Regions from separate parts of the Sus scrofa genome. Here region 2 is linked to region 1. A link is a contact called in public HiChIP or PLAC-seq data. All regions are on one chromosome and are shown on one strand. The core of a region is the stretch at or near the end of the contact, and the rest is flanking DNA. Distances in the headings are between cores, read along the strand shown.

Region 1 (6,606 bases), core at 3,041-5,540:
AAAAGCTTTTTAAAAATATGGTAATGAGAGAAATAGAAAATATTAAAAAAAAAACACCCAAATCAAATTTCTAAAGGTAAAAATGTCTGAGATGAGAGAAACACTGGGATGAAGAACTGAAGAGACACTGCAGAAGAAAAGATGAGTGAACTTGGAGACATAGCAATAGAAACCATCCAAAATGAAACAGAGTAACGGGCTAGAGGACAGTGAGCTGTGGGACAACTCCAAGCAGCTAAACCACAGCCTCCAAAGAAGAGGAGAGAAATGAGGAGACAACAAAATATTTGAAGAAATAATGGTCAAACTCTTTCCAAATTTGATAAAAACTATAAATTCACCAATCCAAGAAGCTCAGCAAATACCGAGTTAGAGTGAGGATTTGGGTATGAAGAAAGGGGCAAGCTGAGTTTTAGATTTCTAGCCTCCAAAGATTTCAGGGATAATGAAATCAACTTGTGGGTGACAGCTCTTTTCCTGCCCCACCTAAGACACAGTGCCATTCCCTGCCAGGAGGGTGGTAAGAGTTCCTGCAGCTTCCAATCCAGTGATTCTCTTCACCCCAAAGTGTGAGAAAGGGAGCTGGTCCATCTCTCCACACAATAGCCCTCAAGAAAGCAAGCTAGGTGTTCTTCAGCATGCAATACTCTGCAAGTAACAGACTGGATGTTATATGAGTTTTTGAGCTCTCAGATACATAAGAACTTCTGCATTAAATTAGCATTGAAACCCTCAGAGGTTCATCTTGGTAGTTGACATGCTTAAATAATTGCTCACGATATTTTTGAAACCTGGTTTGTTGAATGGTCTTCAGAAACTGCAACACATTATTTGGTTAAGCTTAGAGGCAAAGTAAATATTTATCCTCTGAATGTCTATTTAAGTGTTTCAAATGACCAGAAGTTACTCAGATTCATATCTAGTAAAAGTGGGAACTGAAAAATAGTGATTTTAATGAAAAAAAAAATTGAACGGGAAGATGAAACTGTTTTGTGTTCTCAATGCAAAAGTGAAATTAGTCTCAGAGTTATGTGAACAACAGTAAACAACTTAAGTATAAATTTTCAGGTTACTGTTGAATTTTATTTTGTTGATTTGAACTCACCATTTTCCTTCCTGTTGCTTACCTCCTGCATACAAATGCGTCTTAAAATCAGTAAAAGAAAGCTTAGGTTAGAAATTAATTGACAGTTTTTTCATTCTTAGCATTTTCCAATCAGTGCTTTTTTAGATCAGTGTTGTCTTAGGCTTGACTAAACGGAGAATTGTTCAGAATAAGAACTCTCATTAAAACATAGGTTTTGACATATTTGTTAACAAATCAGTTCCATTACTTAATAGTCACCACCCTACAAAATGAAAAGAAGTATTGTGTTTCCACATGAAAACACAGGCTTTATTGAAAAAAAGTATCTAGAAAAAGACTGTCTATCAAAGGGGAGGCAGATTCCCCAACACCAGCAATTATGAGGCTGTAATTATAAGGCTTATTTGCAAATGTTCTTTTACACCGTGGTTGTAAGTAGTCCACAAACAAGTACAAGTCACTTTTACTATGGAAGGAAGTATGATTGGGTGCTACCACAAACACAATTAGGTAAATAGAATATGTTGCCCCCTCCCTCCCAAGGAACCACCGATAAATAGGTCATAATGGTAAGTCTTATCATGAACACACAACTTCACACAGAAATTCACTCAGTGAATGAAACAGCCCATCCATAGTGGCCTTACGAACACGTCACGGTGGTCACTCTGCTAATTTTTTTTTTTTTTCTGATTATTCCATGCCATTTGTCATTGCCAGATGGGAGTCCTCAAAGTGGCTGCATTGACTGGGAGTCAAGAGAACGCTGGCTTTCTCCTCACTCTAACTCTGCTGTGACTTAACTTCCTCATTTCCTATCCATAAAGAGGGAACAGCTGTCTGCACAGTGTCTTACCTTTTAGATTCAAGGGAATGGGAATGATTTAACCTTGTTTTATGATTCTCTTCAGTGAAAAGAGGGTACAAGGTAAGGAAGAAAAGGAAATAAAGAGTTAGAGAAGTGAGTTACAGAAACTGACCACTGTGGTAAGAAAGGCTATGGAGTTGGCCTTAGGTCAAATTCTTGAAATAGGTAATTTTATGAACAGTAAGAAACTAGGATACTAGTTAAATTAAGTTTCATGCTGGGCTTCACTATTACATAACTGTGTGACCTTGGACAGGTTATTTAATCAGGCTGTGCCTCAATTTCCTCATCAGGAGAATGGGGTTATTGCAAGGAGTGTGTGTGTGTTGTGTATGTAAAATGCCTATATATGTGTTAGTCATCATTATCAAATGATCTCTAGGAGTTCCTGTCATGGCTCAGCGGAAGCGAATCCAACTAGTATCCATGAGGGTGTAGGTTCAATCCCTGACCTTGCTCAGTGAGTCAGGGGTCCTGCATTGCTGTTGCTGTGGTGTGTGTAGGCCAGCAGCTATGGTTCTGATTCAACCCCTAGCCTGGGAACTTCAAAATGCTTGGGGTGCAGCCTTAAAAAAAAAAAACTTCCAGTGCTCTACCTTACCAAATCCACAAAAATAATGCTTATGTAATTTGCATCCCCTCCTATTAAGCTACTTCTCACAAGGTATTAATGAATGTGTTATTCCTCCTAGGAGCACCTACAATTTAAAAGAGGCCCCAAGGGAAGGCAATGCTTAACTCAAAGGTTAGGGAACTTGTGAATGGTGGAATTTCAGACATCAACAACTAACCAACTGGGAAAATATTCTTAGATGATGCCTCCTAAAAATAGCCACTCAATAAAAGTGCCCCCCCGGGGGGGGTATGTATCTTTACACCTCCTTACATTGTATGTCACATATTCTTTGCATTTTTGTATCCACATATGCATCCTTTTTGAAGGAAAAGATCAATTTTCATCAGATTCCAAAAGAACCATGAACTAAAAATATTTAACTGTCCTTGCCCTCTAAGATGTCTTAGTGCTTAATCCTAATTCTCTGTCTATAACTAAGAGATGCACCTCTGTTCAAACACATGTACACACACACACACACACACACACACACACACACACACACACACACACACACAGTGGCAGTGGCAGAAGCCTTACCCTGGAAGCACCTCTTCTGGGTTCCTAAGGAAAAAGACTTCTCCCTTTAAGGTCTAAGCAGAAACATGCATAGATTTAGTTCTGATTATTGCTAAAACACTGTCTTCCATTATTCTTTTATCTATGCTAATTATTGTTCTTTACCCTCTTATTTCATTTTTATCTTTTTTAGGTCTATACCCAAGGCATATGGAAGTTCCCAGGATAGCGGTCAAATTGAAGCCTATGCCAGAGCCACAGCAACACCAGATCCAAGCTGCATCTGCAACCTACACTGAAGCTCGTGGCAATGCTGGATCCTTAACCCACTGAGCAAGCCCAGGGATCAAACCTGCATCCTCATGGATACTAGTCAGGTTCGTTACTGCTGAGTCACAATGGGAACTCTGGTCTTTATTCATTTTATAACCTAAGTATTTTCTTCCCTTGTTAAATGTTCTTCAAGGTATGATGAAGCCATGTCACTACATCTGTGCTGTAATTTCACAATTCATTATGGCTGTATGTTCACTTCTCCCCTAGTTTGTTATTCTCATATATAAAGCTATGGTGAATATCTTTGTACTTAGGCATCAAATAAACCTCTGATTATGAACTTGCAACAAATTCCTGGCATTGGAATTTCCAAGTCAAAAAAATTTCAATGTTTTTTAATTCATGACTCTCAGTCATTTATTTCACATTTCCAAATATCATTTATGTTTTCACTAAAGGAAACATTTAATCATATTTTTAATATTTCCAATCTTATAATTTGTAAATTTTCAAGTATTTGAAGAAAAGTTGCAGAAGTCAAAATCAAGTCTGTTTCCTTAACACTCACAAATACACACTCCCCTAATGTATGGTCATTTAAAAAGACAAAGTCAAAAATGTATTATCACTGCTGAGACAAGAAATATTTTATTCCAACTGAACATGGTGCCACAGCAAGGAATATACTCCTTTTAACCACTGGGTGTCCTCTGAACTATATTTTTAAAATTACACAGATATCACCACATCATATCTAACAAATAGTTCAGCAACCTTTCATCTTATAGCTGGTGTGATAGTGTAAAAAATCAGTTTCTTTTAAATGCGTTATTTTGAAAATTCATTAGTCATTTGGCTTACTCAGCTTTCATTTTTCAGTGAAATAGATGCATGGTGTCAGACTTTATTGAGTCAACTCAGTGTTGTAAGAAAAGAAGCAAGAACAAAAGTAACACGGAGTTCCCGTCATGGCTGGAGCTCCCTTTGTGGCTCAGTGGTTAAGGAACCCGACTAGCATCCTTGAGAACGTGGGTTCAATCCCTGGCCTCCCTCAATGGGTTAAGGATCTAGCGTTGACGTGAGCTGTGGTATAGGTTGCAGACATGGGTGGGATCTTGCGTTGCTGTGGCTGTGGTGTAGGCCGGCAACTATAGCTCTGATTTGACCCCTAGCCTGGGAACTTCCATATGCCACAGGTGCAGCCCTAAAAGGCAAACAAACAAACAAACAAAAAAAAAACCAAACAAACAAAAGTAATAAAATTGTATTCAGAAGTGATTTTTATCCCAAGCACTAAGTGAAACCAAAATTGTAATGTGAATATGAGATCACTTTAGCTCTCGCTTTCCCGTAAGAAAAATGTTTTTCTTTGAGACTGTGTTTGAAGATTTCAGAGTGATATACTTCTAGAAGATAGTAAAGTCCAAAAATTCTGCATTTGAAGCTCAAATTAGACCACTTAAGAATGAGGGGCATAATTGGAGAAAGAAAGAGAATAGGTATACAAACCTTATTGTGAAAAACCAACAAGGAAGTCTACAATCCTAATGAGTAAGATAAATATATGCTTGGCATTCCCTCCTAAATTCTTTCCAAATAATGTCTTTTTTATTTGATATTGTTCAATTAGTAAATGAGTCCATTTACCTATAAACAACTGGCAAATAATCCAGGGATTCAGTAACATATGATGCACCTAGGTCACACATCTCTTTTTCTATAAGTAAGCACTGATTTCAACTTTTTCTTTCTTTTTTTTTTTTTGCTTTATCTGTTGTTTATTATATAAATCCATGTACACTGGAAAAGAAGTCATCTACGCAGAATCTCTCCTTACATAGCACCTTCTCAGTCACAACAGAAACAGCTCCCAAGAGGACCTACAACATCCCAATCTCCAAACAAGGGCTCTTTTTCAGCCCCATAATTCTGGAGCTAGCATCCAGCCTTTCCACTGATGACACTGCAACATCCAGCTTCTCTGACCCCCTTTAAGTGTTTCTTCTTTGACTTGTTCACTGGTTTCTCTTTCCTACCTCTCCATGTAGGCATTTATCGACCCTTGCTTTTAGCTTCTCTCTTCTCTCTCAACACTCTTTTCTTCAATAATTTCAACCAAGCATCTTGGCAGTGAGGGTTAGAAAAAGGAAGATAGGATGGGAGCTTGAGCAATTTCAAAGGAAATATTTTAAAACTGTTTACGATGAGGAAGATTAAACTAATACATGGTCTAAAGTAGGTGACAGAAGAGTCATTAAATAAAATGTAAAAGGAATGAGGGAAGAGCTGCAGGAACAAGGTCCTAGGAAAAGTGGGAACCTGCAACCTACGCCTCCCACATGGTCCAGTGACTCTTTGAAACTACAGCACCACTGACATGCTTCAGAATAACATTGTCCCAGGAGCTGGCAGCGCAGAGCCGCTGAGGGATGGGTTGGTGTGGGGCATTTAAAAAAAAATGAAGAAAGGAAATGAGAAAAAACAGGAATAATATTTAAGTGGTTTGTCCATTAGATTTCCAGCACTTATTCTAAAGTCAGTAAATTTAGCTTCTATTTAATGCCTTTGATTTTGTTAACTTTGATTTCAATTTCATGTGCTATAAGGTATCATCTCCAGAGACAATTTTGGTAGGATCTCAGGTCTTAGGCAATTAGGCTTTTTAATTCAAAGTAAATAATAAAGGATATTTTATTGCTGTTTGATATAATGTTGCTATGTATAACATATGTTCTTTAATAAAGGCAAAATGCTTAACTATTTTATTAGCCATTCCCTACCACTTATATAACAGTTTGTATATCACAAATTTTTAATTTAAAAGCACATTATTTTCATAGTCTTTGTTGAAGAAAGTCTGTACTTTCTAACACTTGGCATATGTATCTGATTGTTACATAGAGTTGTTTTAAAACAAAAGGACTACTATGCTTAATGAACTACCAAACTTCCGTTTTTCAAGGGAAAGACTCTACAATATATAGTCAACAAGAGCATTTGAGTCCTGCTTAGAAATCAGTAAGGGGCTCACTTTTATTCCCAAGCAAGTTCTCTTTGTTGCCTAGTAATAGTAATAATAAGATCCTAGTAATACTACTAATAATAGTAATACTATTAAGGTAACAGTAATAAGGTTAAGCATTTTGCCTCTATTAAAGAACATAAAATAACTAATAATAATTGTAATAATAATAAGGTAACAGTAATAAAATAAAAGTAACCATAATAATAATTGTAGTA
Region 2 (6,606 bases), core at 2,819-5,318, 280 kb before region 1:
CCAAATGGTAGGGTTGGTGGAGGGGCGGGGAGGGGGGTTGCTGCTCCAGCCATGAAAACCGACCACAGGCTGTCTTTAGCAAAAATCAAAGGATATAAAATATATTTTTAGAGATGATCTCTAATTGGAATTTTTGACTTGCTCTTTCTAGGGAGATGTTTACCCTCCTGAAGATACTTAGTTTTCATTTTCTTTTATTTCTTACAGCTATGCTAAAATAGAGCATGGCTAAGGTTCATTCTCATAAAATGTGTCCTTCAGAATTTTGTTTGTTTTTGAGCATGCAAAGATCCTGCAATATTTATGCAGAAAATTACACTTGACTGTAGTTCTTGGCTGAGTCTAGGCTGACTCAGACATTTTCTTCCTCCTCTGGCCGATAGCTGCCAGCACAGGCTGTTAGTCAGCCAGCAATGTTTGTGGAGGGCCTATGGTATGCAGAGACCAAAGAAAACTAAAAACAAAACAGGAGTTAAAGTTTTACTTGTTAAGGCTTTTACAAGACATTGAGCCAATGAGGACCGGCACACAAGATATATACATAATGCATAATATACGACACAGAATTATACAATCAGGTACCAGCAGGACCAGCTGAGGCAAAATTGCCAAGTAGGTTTGTCTGAGTTCTCCTAGGTTCCATTTCCTATTTTTCTCCCTCATTTCTAGGTGCCACTTCACACAGTCAACACCTATTTATCAAACGCCATCTGTACACAACACTCATAAATAGGTAATAGACACTGCCCTCCATAGCTTCTTACCCAATCGGTCCTTTCTGGAGAATTGCCTTCATTGCAGAGTCCACGACTACTCCCTTTCCTCTCTTTCAGCTTCAGAGTCTTCTCTCCTTAAAATCTTTTTGTCATCTTTCTAACCTATATCTCTGTGACTACAGATTTTACTTCATTCAGAGAGGATCTCAAAAGGTTATTTTTAAATTCAATGCATTTTATTACATTTATAGTTGTACAACCATCATTACAACCTAATTTTACAGCATTTCCATCCCAAGCTGCCAGCCCATCCCTCCCCTCCTCCAACCTGTCTCCTTTGGTAGCCATAATTTTTTCAAAGTTTGTAAGTCAGTTTCAGTTCTGCAAATAAGTTCATCATATCCTTTTATTAGATTCCACATATAAGAGATAGCATATGTTGTTTGTGTCTCACTGCCTGACTACACTTAGCATGATAATTTCTAGGTCCATGCATGTTGCTGCAAACACCATTATTTCATTCATTTTTATGGCTCAGTAATATTCCATTGTGTATATGTATCATGTCTTTATCCACTCCTCTGTTGATGGACATCTGGGTTGCTTCCAGGTCTTGGCTATTGCATATAGTGCTGCAACGAACACTGGGATACATAAATCTTTTCGCGTCATGGCCTTTTCTGGATAGATGCCCAGGAATAGAATTGCTGCGTCATATGATGATTCTATTTTTAGTTTCAAAAGGCTATTTTTGAGGCTGTTTTTGGATGTGAGGCTCAAGCCAAGAGGACCTCTTGGTGTCCTTGATAAACTTTGACACCTAGTTTCTAGTAATCTGAGAGTTGGTGATAAAGTCTCAGTTTTCCTGAATTTTATGCTTCTAAATTTGATTCAGATTTTCTATGAATGGTAAAAATTAAATAAACTATGCAGGGTGAGCTGAGGGAGTGAGAGCATAAGGAGATGAAAAGATGCACAAGAAAGATTTTTATATGGATTGGATGGGCTAATTCCAGTATACTATGCAAGGTTTAAAAAGCATCAGAAAAGCAAAATAGTAGTTGCATAATGGTAATGCACACAGTCTGTGTTGGGACTAAACTATTACAGCTACATCTATCTACACCTCCACACATCTCCGTTATTCAGGAAGTTTACTTTAAAATAGGCTACTGAACTGGGCGTCCTCCACCCCAGCATCAAACATCTGTCAGCCAGCGATGGTAGCTGTGCTGGCTGATTTCTTGAGGCTTCTTACTGGTTACACTATCTGGAAGTCTGACCTGAGCTTTGCTCACTTCACGCAGACCGTTTGCATCTGATGTGTTGTTTCTATTGACCATTTAAATACTAATCAGTAGCCAGTTTCTCAGGGAGGGAAGATTCTTCTCTAGCCACTTAATATTTTTGGAAATGGTTTCCAAAACAATCTGAAAAATTTCCAAATATGATCCTTGAGTCTGAAGAGATTCAAAGAACAGTTTCACCTGAAAAATAACAAAAGAATTACCGATACAGTTCATAAAACACCTTCTTTTCCAAAGGGTTTCAAAATAGCTTGTGAATTATACAAACACAGGTGCAAGCATTGCTCTGCTAACCTCCAAAAGGTTATTGTCTTCTTCACTTTTTTTTGGCATAATTATTATTTCCCTTTATCTTAAAACAGTAGATAAAGTAAGACAAGAATGACAAATCTTACAAGTGAATACACTGTGGATAAGAAGATAAGTGATTGAGCCAAATTATAGAGTAAGCAGTGATCTGGGATTAGAGTTCTAGAATTCTGAATTCGCTTAAATAGAAAATAAATGCAAGATTTACTGTGGAAATATGTAAAATGCCAGAATGCTTTTTAAAAAGGATAGACAAGTAGCATTACCAACAAGAAAAATATTGTTAAAAATAACCTTAAGCACTCTTCAATATAGTCTCTCAGTGGTGATACAATATGGATGAAATAATCTGACTCATCTCTTAAGTGTCATTTTCATACAGAATATCACAAACATTAGTCCTATCCCTTCCATTTACTTGCTATAGGACATTGTAAAAACAGCTTGTTTTCTTTTAATACACAACTTCAAACCAGACTGCTAAGTCTACTTTCAATTCTGCAGCTTGAACATTTATATTTAAATTGTTAGCAACAGAGAGTCACAAACCTCTTGCAACTCATCCTTGGAAGAAAAGTGAGATGTTGTACCAGAGATGATTATTCTCATGGGAAATGAGCTCAACTCAAATCTGAAAATAAAAGGAACCTCATGGATTTAAGCAATAAAAATGATGGCCTTTTATACATAACATACATACAAACATACATAACATACTATGTATTTAAAATATATAACATTAATAACCATGTGATAACCATGTGCATTACAATGGATATTATTAATTACCACAAAATAACGTATATTCATCTAGTAAAATCTGACAGCTATGGAAATTATCAAATTTTACCATAAGATAAAAATATAAAGTTTTTGAGGAAATATGATGAGCTTGTTCAGCAATATTTATGTTTATGTTTATATTTAAAGCAAAATTCTCTACATTTTTTATGCACCCCATTAATAAAGGCTTTCTGACATAGAATTTCCAGATGTACATATTTTTATTTATGAATTATATGTACGTACTATGTTAAAGGTAAAAAGGAAAATTTAAGAGCATAAGATAAGAAATAATATACATAGTAATATTTTCCTTCTTACACACTAAGGTATTGTCTAACATGCTTTCCCATCTCATTTTGGATGCCACTGTGCTTAAGTATTGTACTTATTGGGGCATCGTTGGTTGAGCTTGGTTCACTGACGCCACAGATGGCTCCCTTCACTACAGTGTCTCATAAAGAGAATTTTTACCACAGGTCAAAGGGATTCACGCTGAAAAGCAGAGCAGAGATACATCTAAATATCTCAAAAATGGTCCCAAGCCTGGGCTCTGCATATGATTGAGCGGGAAATAATTTCCAGTTACAAAATAAATCTACAGCATTGCAGAAAAGTCTGATCATTTCCAGAGGAAACAGTCAGTCATGCAAATGACAAAACCAATGGTTCCAGTGGGGTTCTTAAGATATTTAAAAAGAAGGAAAGAAAGAAAGAGAGAAAAAGAGAGAGAGAGGGAGAGAGGGAGGGAGGGAATGAGGGAGAGGAAGGAAGGGAGGTAGGGAGGGGGGAAGAAGAAGGAAGGAAGGCGGGGAGGGAGGAAGGAAAAAAGGAGGGAAGGAAAGAGTGAATTTCTAATTTATTGTGGATATCAACCCAAAGGTCTGGGAGAGAAGCAGAAGTGTGCTCTTGGCTTACACAAAGCTGTCTGTGAGGACACCAAGTCCTTTATAGCTAAGAAATGAGGGCAAAGAGGAACAGGATGACTGACATCAGCGATGCTAGCTGACGCTAAAGATAAACAGAGCAAAATGCACAGCTCTCTCATTCAGGTTATTTTCCATTTAGTTCATAAATGACATTCTGGATTTGGAAAAGGAATGGCTGAACATCTTAATCTTAGCAGGAGGTTTTCTGTAAGTAAAGACAATGCCATCCCATACATTCCAATGAAATCTAATCATTGATTTTTCTGGGGCTATTTTAGGTTCAGGAACACATTGGAGTGAGCTCTAGTTCTCCCTGAAGTTGAAATTCTAAAGATCTATAACTGATCCAGTTTCCAAGGGGGCTTCCAAAACACCTCTGATTGAATTTCTTTTAGCCACTCTAAGCTTTCCACTGCAACACCTCCCAAGAAGAACTGGGAGTAGGGATTAGCCCTCATCAAAATTACTGAAGTTCTTTTCCTCTAAAACAACAAATAATGTTCCTCTAAAACAACAAATAATGTTTGATGCACTATCCATGGATTCATTGGCTTCTTCTGGGCTGGAGAGAGAGCTAGACTGGGGAGATGGGGTGGTTATGACTGGATTTAACTCAACTCATTCTTATTCCCAGCAATTCTTCATTGCCTGAGCTGAGTAAGAGAAATCTGCTTCTCATTCCTTCTTTTCATTCCTTTCCCTTATACCTGGAAAGGCTAATCTGAGCTAGTGAATTTTACAGTTGATAGACTTCTTCAAACCATTTGAGTAAAAATGATATAATTTATATGCTGTAAGGGACATGTGATTACACTTGGTTTTAGGCAACCGAGATATCTGGGTGGAAGAACACACATTGGCCCTAAACAAATACCAACCTTTCAAGGAGATGGGTCCAATTTTCTTTTACAAAATTCCAGGCTAATTGCTGCCCCTTTGGATTTCTGGCAATCGCATAAAGAAGCGATGCCAAGTCCTGTGTCTTGATAACCTTTCCTTCCATTCCTAGATCAATTAATCTGGAGAAATAAAAACCACTTGAATTTTCATGGTATGTACTACATAATGGAAATTAACACTGGCGACCAATATATTAAAAGAGAGAAAAAAAGCATGATAAAAATATAATGTACCAAAAACCGTGATAAATTCTCTGCTGGCTAACATTTTTTAAAGAGTTTCAGTTAAGCTTTTACTTTTTTCTAGCAGTGATGCTATTCATTTATTATTTCAAAAAATCTTTGATTAGCATCTTATATGCAAGAACGTGTTTTTGACAATAATTTTCCTCCAAGGTTCTACATGTAAAACAGCTCTTTATCTAATATCACTCACAAGATTAATACCTAAAGAATATCTATTTTCACTATTTGCATTTTATCAGTATATCTGATATATCTTTTTGGAAGTAAAGTCAAAACAGTTCAATTCTGATTCAATTATTATGATGTCTTTGAAACGGGCTGCTGAAATTTTAGCAACTTCCTCGAATATGTGTAAATTTACTTTTCGCAATTTGGATAAATTCACTTACTTTATCAACTTCTCCTGATGTTTGCTGGTTGACAATGCATAGAGAATTTTGTTTTTTTCAGCACCTGACAATGAGAGTCCATATTGTTCTAAAAGGTAATTCCATCCTTCTGTTGTTTGAGCACCCACAGAATACACAATCTTTAAAACATCAGATGGGATACTGTAATATTAAACACAAAAGTAAAAAAAAAAAATTATTAAAGAAAAAACTCTTATTATGATTTTAAATTGCTATAACAGAATCACCTCTGAGTTATTTCTAATACTCAGCATATTAAATATTTTTATGGCAAATTTTTATAAAAAATATTTTATGTAATTTTACTTTGCAAATTATTTGTGGTTTTCTTCCTACTGATGATCAATGTCAGCAAAGATAACGGTCATAAAATTTTAACCTACTTGGAGATGAAAATGGAAAGTTGATGGTGTGATAAAAGAGATGACTTCTGAAATATAAAAGCACTGGTTTATACAGACTTCTGTCATTAAATAGCCTATATTGGTGCTATACGATTTTTTAAAAAAGATTATTATTTGCTTCTTTATGTCACGTTAAGAGTATTTTCTAGCAAGCCTGTCTGAGGGTTATCTGACTCTCTAGGTCTAAAGAACTGTAATTTTGTACAGTTGTTTAAAGTTCAGTCATTTTACAATTCTTTAAAACTGATAAGATGCAGTATTATTATTTTCTGTCCACCTAAGGAAAATACCACGGTTTGGGGCGTTTATTGTCCGGTGGGATATTAACTAGTTTTAATTCTAATTGGGCTATGATTTTTAATCCCAAATATCATTAGCTCAATAATAATTGATATATTGATGGCTTAGAAAAACTACAACACAGAGAAGTGGAGATGGGACAGGAAATATTTATCATGCAAAGACCATATGGTAGGGATGGTATTAGTCTCTGTACAACTTATCAAAAACTATCAAAACTATCCAGTGAGATGGAAAAATTATCCTAATTTTTAAAAATTGGAAATAAAGCTTGAAAAGGTTAAGTAACTTGCACCAAGGTGA

Evidence for each region. HiChIP or PLAC-seq counts read pairs in DNA pulled down with a chosen protein or histone mark.
Region 2: an H3K27ac HiChIP or PLAC-seq map of alveolar macrophages shows a contact between it and region 1. The contact joins two enhancer-like sites. A contact is called at or near these places in 1 of 47 Hi-C or Micro-C datasets (liver) and 1 of 2 datasets of contacts at active chromatin or transcription factors (alveolar macrophages).

Annotation. Positions count from the first base shown.
Region 1 is chr2:103,279,180-103,285,785 of Sscrofa11.1, reverse strand. The region is part of intron 2 of CAST (calpastatin); the gene reads right to left. Among named protein-coding and RNA genes, the nearest start is that of CAST, 26 kb to the right of the region's middle. Within about 2 kb of position 4,290, at least 3 of the 83 cell types and tissues checked have an H3K27ac peak or open chromatin away from gene starts, as enhancers often do. A contact at or near this core is called in alveolar macrophages, where this site is marked.
Region 2 is chr2:103,556,048-103,562,653 of Sscrofa11.1, reverse strand. It overlaps ERAP2 (endoplasmic reticulum aminopeptidase 2), which reads right to left. Exons shown (of 17, transcript XM_021085395.1): 14 at 5,579-5,740; 15 at 4,923-5,063; 16 at 2,882-2,963; 17 at 1-2,203. The coding sequence ends at 2,060. Among named protein-coding and RNA genes, the nearest start is that of LNPEP, 9.0 kb to the left of the region's middle. Within about 2 kb of position 4,068, at least 4 of the 83 cell types and tissues checked have an H3K27ac peak or open chromatin away from gene starts, as enhancers often do. A contact at or near this core is called in alveolar macrophages, where this site is marked.